2 separate regions of the Sus scrofa genome follow, and region 2 is linked to region 1. The links are chromatin contacts, called in public Hi-C maps. All regions are on one chromosome and are shown on one strand. Each heading gives the region's core, a stretch centred on a gene start, on an enhancer-like site or on the middle of the called end of the contact. The rest is flanking DNA. Distances are from core to core; before and after follow the strand shown. Region 1 overlaps AKAP6 (A-kinase anchor protein 6). Region 2 overlaps ARHGAP5 (rho GTPase-activating protein 5).

The links. Hi-C and Micro-C count contacts between places; a contact is called where the count stands out from the background.
Region 2: a contact with region 1 is called in a Hi-C map of omental adipose tissue, with 1.8 times the contacts expected there. The contact joins two enhancer-like sites. A contact is called at or near these places in 18 of 47 Hi-C or Micro-C datasets (alveolar macrophages, embryonic fibroblasts, epiblast stem cells and 11 more) and 2 of 2 datasets of contacts at active chromatin or transcription factors (alveolar macrophages and skeletal muscle).

Annotation. Positions count from the first base shown.
Region 1 is chr7:67,438,995-67,441,694 of Sscrofa11.1, forward strand. All of the region lies in intron 1 of AKAP6 (A-kinase anchor protein 6), which reads right to left. Among named protein-coding and RNA genes, the nearest start is that of AKAP6, 22 kb to the right of the region's middle. Within about 2 kb of position 1,302, at least 4 of the 83 cell types and tissues checked have an H3K27ac peak or open chromatin away from gene starts, as enhancers often do. A contact at or near this core is called in omental adipose tissue, where this site is marked.
Region 2 is chr7:67,602,194-67,604,893 of Sscrofa11.1, forward strand. The region is part of intron 1 of ARHGAP5 (rho GTPase-activating protein 5); the gene reads right to left. Among named protein-coding and RNA genes, the nearest start is that of ARHGAP5, 28 kb to the right of the region's middle. Within about 2 kb of position 1,393, at least 2 of the 83 cell types and tissues checked have an H3K27ac peak or open chromatin away from gene starts, as enhancers often do. A contact at or near this core is called in omental adipose tissue, where this site is marked.

The DNA.
Region 1 (2,700 bases), core at 52-2,551:
AAGAGAATTTCTGGCAACCAGAGTTTTACCCAGAGGTGGTAATGAAGCATAATTATCCTTGGCTGACCAGAAGCTCAGTGACTATTAATAGAGCGAGGCAACATGAAAGTGTCAAATAAGAGAGGGAGCATGCTACAGCTGCGTTGAAACATTCAGTAATTAGGAAAAGAATGCAGAGAACCAAGTGGCCATTTGTGCTATGTCTTATTCCCCTTGGTTTTCCAGGCTGGATTGATTCCCGCCTAGTTCAAGGTGGGGTATATACTAGCCTAATTTGGTTTGGGAAGCAACCAAGGATTCTGAATGCTCTTTTTAAGGCAGGTCCTGAGCCTTAGTTTAGTTCCTGTCCTAGGTCTAAAAAACCTTTCCTTCCATCTACTGCAAAGTGAGTTTGAATATATGTCAGACAGCAACAGTAGCAAGCAGGGGAGTCAAAAAACTGGATGCAGCATCAATCTCATGTTTTATGTGCATCCCTAGGGACCTGAAGATTCTGTGTCTGGGGTAGCAAAACCTTCCCCATAGAAATGCAAAGACAGTGACCTTCATATTTTCCATTCCTCTGGCCTGGCTTTATTACTCAAAGGACATTAACAGGGGTGAATTCCCTCTAAGAACCTATCAGTAAGTCTTTCAGTGTGGAGGAAGTATCAAATAAGGAGATTACTGATTCACAAGCCAAAAATATTTATTGAGTTTGGAAACATTTATCAATGACCTTCTCTGTGGAAAACAGTGGATTAAGCACTAGGGTAGGGGAGGAAGAGTGAAGAAGGGGTTAAAAGATGAGAGACAAGAAGCCTCACAGGACCTTAAAAATGGGGGAAACTGACACAGACAAAAAAATAAATAATACAAAAGAGTCACAGCCCAGGTATATGGGGTTATGCTTGCTGAAAGAGAACCAAATTTGGAACTTGTCATACCACCAACGCCTTTTAAATATTTTTCATTCCTCCAGAGTAAAACCTTATCATACCTGCCAATGAGAGAAACTAAAATAAACAGAAATTCACTCCTTGGGGAAGATTTGTCTATATTCTTTTGCTATTCCCAGGACAGAGGCCTGGAGGCCTATTTTCAAGCTGAGTTGGTTTTGATGTGTATGAATGATTCAGTCAGGAAGATAGTAAATAGCCAAAGAGATGAAAAGGATTAGAAAAGCCCACTGAGACAAGATTATGATCCATCCACCAGCAGATACCTGGGCTCTGCAGCATGGCTGCGATACAGCCCTTCTGATCCAAGTGGATGCCACCATAACTGTGTGCCCCAAGGGTATTTTACCCCCCCGGGGAGACAGTAATTGCAGTCCTAACAGGAAGATCTGTGAAACCGACCAAAGAGCTCCCCAGTACCCTGCATTAAAAGCCATCAAAACTGGAGGCTTTGCTGATAAGAGAAGTGGAGCATTAGAAAAAGGAACTCAGGATACTGAAAATCCTCAGTCAGACCCACTTCAACTTGATTGTAATTCTTGGCTTCAGGCCTATTTCTGAAAGACATCAAACCCAGAAAGAAAAAAAAAAAAAAGTCTGAGAAAAAACACAGCTCATTCCATTTGGAGGACAGAGAATGAGACATGTAACAGATGGAATGGGAAAGGGCAAAGGGCGTAATAAGATTCGCTACAGGAATAAGTGTTCATTTGATTAAAACCAGCATATGCAGGGCAGAGGCAGAACAAAATCACACCACTGTGACTCATCACGCTTCAGGGTGTTCAGCCACCACCGTGCTGGGGAGACCAGGTGGGAGCGATATACACAAACCCCACTAAGAAGCATCATAACTAGTTAACTGGACTGTGAAGGTTTTGCCTTCATCTTTGGTGTCATGGAAGTCTTGGGTACAGAAAGAGTAACTCATCAGTTACAGAAACAGAAGAGCTCAGCTTTGTATCCTCAATGCCAAGAGCAACACTGGATACGTCAATGCTTAATGACTGTGCTTTGAAGGAGTGAAAGTCTAATCTCTTGGTTATGTCCATGAGGTCTGGAAGGGGTAGAGGTACAGTCTATAATTATAAATCCATATTTACCTGATAGTCGCAGGTTACACCTATTGTATCCACATAATCAGTAATGGCCCGTTTTCACTTGCAAAAGAGTATAAGTGTAGACAGCAAATTATCTTTTACCTTAGGTATACAGTCTATCCCCCAAATGAATGTTTTCCATTGATGAGAAAATCACAAATATGCATGGGACACTTTATCTTTTCCATCAAATCACTCCTCAGTCCTTGCTGAGCCTGTCTGTGGTGGACTTGTGAGGCTCTTTTCTTGCTGGTCTCCCATTTTATCTTTCCGCCCTTGTTTTCACTATTCCCTTCACCCCTGCTTTTCCCTCATGACTCCTGACTCTATTCCTGGGGGGAGAGGGAGGGAGTGTGAATCAGCTTATCTGAGAGTCCTGATTATTTTAAGTCCTTTGAGTCTCAGAGGAATACCACTTCTAATATCTTTCCTTGCTGCATTCACCATCTTCATAGCATGACTTTGACATATTTTTGTGCGGACAAAATCTCTATTTTTTTTTTTTTCTGACTTTCCAAAGATCCCTCCCAAGAAAAAGCAAAGGAAAGGAGGAAGCAAGGGAGGATGAAAATCCAGGATTGCTACAAATGGACAAATGAGCAAAAAGCTTGAGTGAGGTCCTACATATGCGCAAGGAGATGACTTAAGCCCCACAGTTTTTC
Region 2 (2,700 bases), core at 143-2,642, 160 kb after region 1:
TGATGGGTTATATAGTAAATTTATGTTTAGTATTATAAGAAAATGCTGAATATTTTTCAAAGTGGTTGCACCATTTTACATTTCCAGCAGCAATGTGTGAGGGTCCTAGTTTCTATACAACATGGCCAATACTTGTTATCATATGTCTTTTTACTACAGCCACTCTAATGGATAAATGGTATCTTAACGTAGTTTGAATTGACATTTCCCTAATGACAAATGATGATGTTGGACATCTTTTTTTTCTTTGCTTTTTAGGGCTGCACTTATGGCATATGGAAGTTCCCGGGGTAGGGGCTGAATCAGAGCTGCAGCTGCTGGCCTACACCTCAGCCATAGCAGTGTGGGATCCAAGCCATGTTTGTGACCTACACCACAGCTCACGTCAACACCGGATCCCTGATCCACTGAGTGAGGCCAGGGATTGAATCCACATCCTCTTGGGACCCTAGTTGGATTCATTTCCACTGTGCAACAACAGGAACTCCCTTGAGCATCTTTTTATGTGGTTATTACCCATTGGTATAGCTATTAAAATCTTATGCCTATTTTAAAACTAGGTTGTTAGCCTTATAATTGAGTTAGCCTCACTGGATCTAAAATTCTCAGGTTGAATTTTCCCCAAAAAATCCCTGTGACTTAGTTTAATATTTCCCAACACTTTCCAAGAATCACTTCCTAGCAAAATGTTGTAAAAGATACAACATCATTGAGTAAAATGCTTTCTCTTGTAGGATATTCTTACAGCTAGTTTACTTGTTAATATTATAGTTGTTTAGACTTTCTTTCCTCTTTCTTTCTTGTTCAGACAAGATGGTTTCATGTCAGCTATCATGTTTGATTTTGTTGTAGAAAATATTCATTTATTCTATCAGAAGATCTGGATGAAGGACTATTAAACAGTGAGCAATGTGCTCCTTGATCCATGACAACTGGGATCTCTCTCTCAATAACAGGAGCCTGGAGCAGGACTTTTGAGGCATTTCAATCAAAAATGAGTTACTATAGCTAACCTTCTTCTCCTTGGTGCCTAATTCATTTTAAGTTAGTAAGTGTTTTTGAAAGTGAGTTAAACTCTTTTAAGCTAAGGGAATACAATTTTAGAGCACTTCAAAGTGATCTTTTCATTTGATACCTCGAAATACTGCCATGCCTTTTTGGATTTTGCCGTGCAAGGCGACTTCTTGGCCTCAAAGAAATCATGTGCCACAGTGATTTAGGGATTAGAAAGAGAAGGGTCTGGTTCAGTTTGGATTCACCTCTGATTTACTATTTGTACATCTGCAGTGTGGCCTGTGGGTTTGTGTGACTGTGGTAAGCATCCCAGGTGTCATCCTAACTCTAATAAAAGAGCTCTGGCTTTGACAGTGTTCTGTAAGTTCGCCTTGTGTTGGAACAGGCTGCTGACAATTCTTTGAAGTTACCTGAGGGTAAAACTCTTCACCGTCCCCATCACCTCATCACTTAAATTGCTGTAATTGGCTACCAATAGTCTACCATTCAGATAAGTATTTATATTGTTAACTAAGCCATCACAGTAATAGGTGTTTGCCAAGGTGTTTTCAGAAATAAGATGCTGCTATGTACATCTGCAGCTTAGAGGGAATGCTTGCACAGCAGGTTCTACTAAGACACTGAGAATAAATACTCTGCAAGCTGCTAAAATGAAAGGTTCTCATTTGAAAATTAAGTCCTCATACAGAGTGGACACACTTTAGGAATGCTGACACTTGGAACTCTCCTTAGACCCTCCTGTTCCTACTAACTGCCTCCCTGCCCTATTACATTGGTCCAAATTTCATTTAGTATTTGTTTAGTTTAATTTTTTTGAGAAATCTTTTTACTTGAAAGTGATATATATTAAGTGTAAGCTGATGATAAGGTAAATATTTCTAGTTTACTCTGGATTATTTTATATATGAAATATACTTGGAGTTTGATATTTCTTGTAAATTCAATATGATTCCAAATTTGTTCAAATATAAAAAGTATATGAATACTTAAATAGTCTGGAAGGAAATATATAAAAATATTAACAGGGCTATCTCTGGGTAGCTTTCTAAAAAATATATTTATCATACATACTTTCTTACATATTCATCTGTTTATACTTTCTCATATATCCACAAACTTTATTGGACTTTTAAAAAACATGATATTTTGTAATGCTGCACATACCAATCATATTTCCTCATTTACAACATTCCTTAAAATTACACTGTCTGGCAGAGAGAATACAGTCAATAAGAGTTTTGAAATTTAGGTAGACCACCTCTTTGGAATATTATTTTTGATATTTCCTCTCATTCAACAGCTATCAATTTGTACCCACTATATTTCAAAAAGTGCTAAAAAGGGAATGTAAACATGAAAGGCATGGTTCCTGCCTGCAGTGAGCTATGTCTCAGGATTGGATCTTAACTGAGAACTAGGCCCATAGATTATATCTTTTAGTGAAGAGCAAATAAGTCTTTTCATTTCTATTATTCTATAATAGCTTTATCATTTATACTGTCTCCTTCTAAACATGACAAGCATAGACAGACATATAGTTAGATATAAGTATAGATAAAAATTTCTCAAGAATGTAGCATTTGCATGGACAACAGTATCTCCTTAATCTAACTAACAACTAACTTTCTCAAACTACTTTTATGATTATGGTATTTTTCAGACTTAGATTCTGATTGTTAGGGGTAT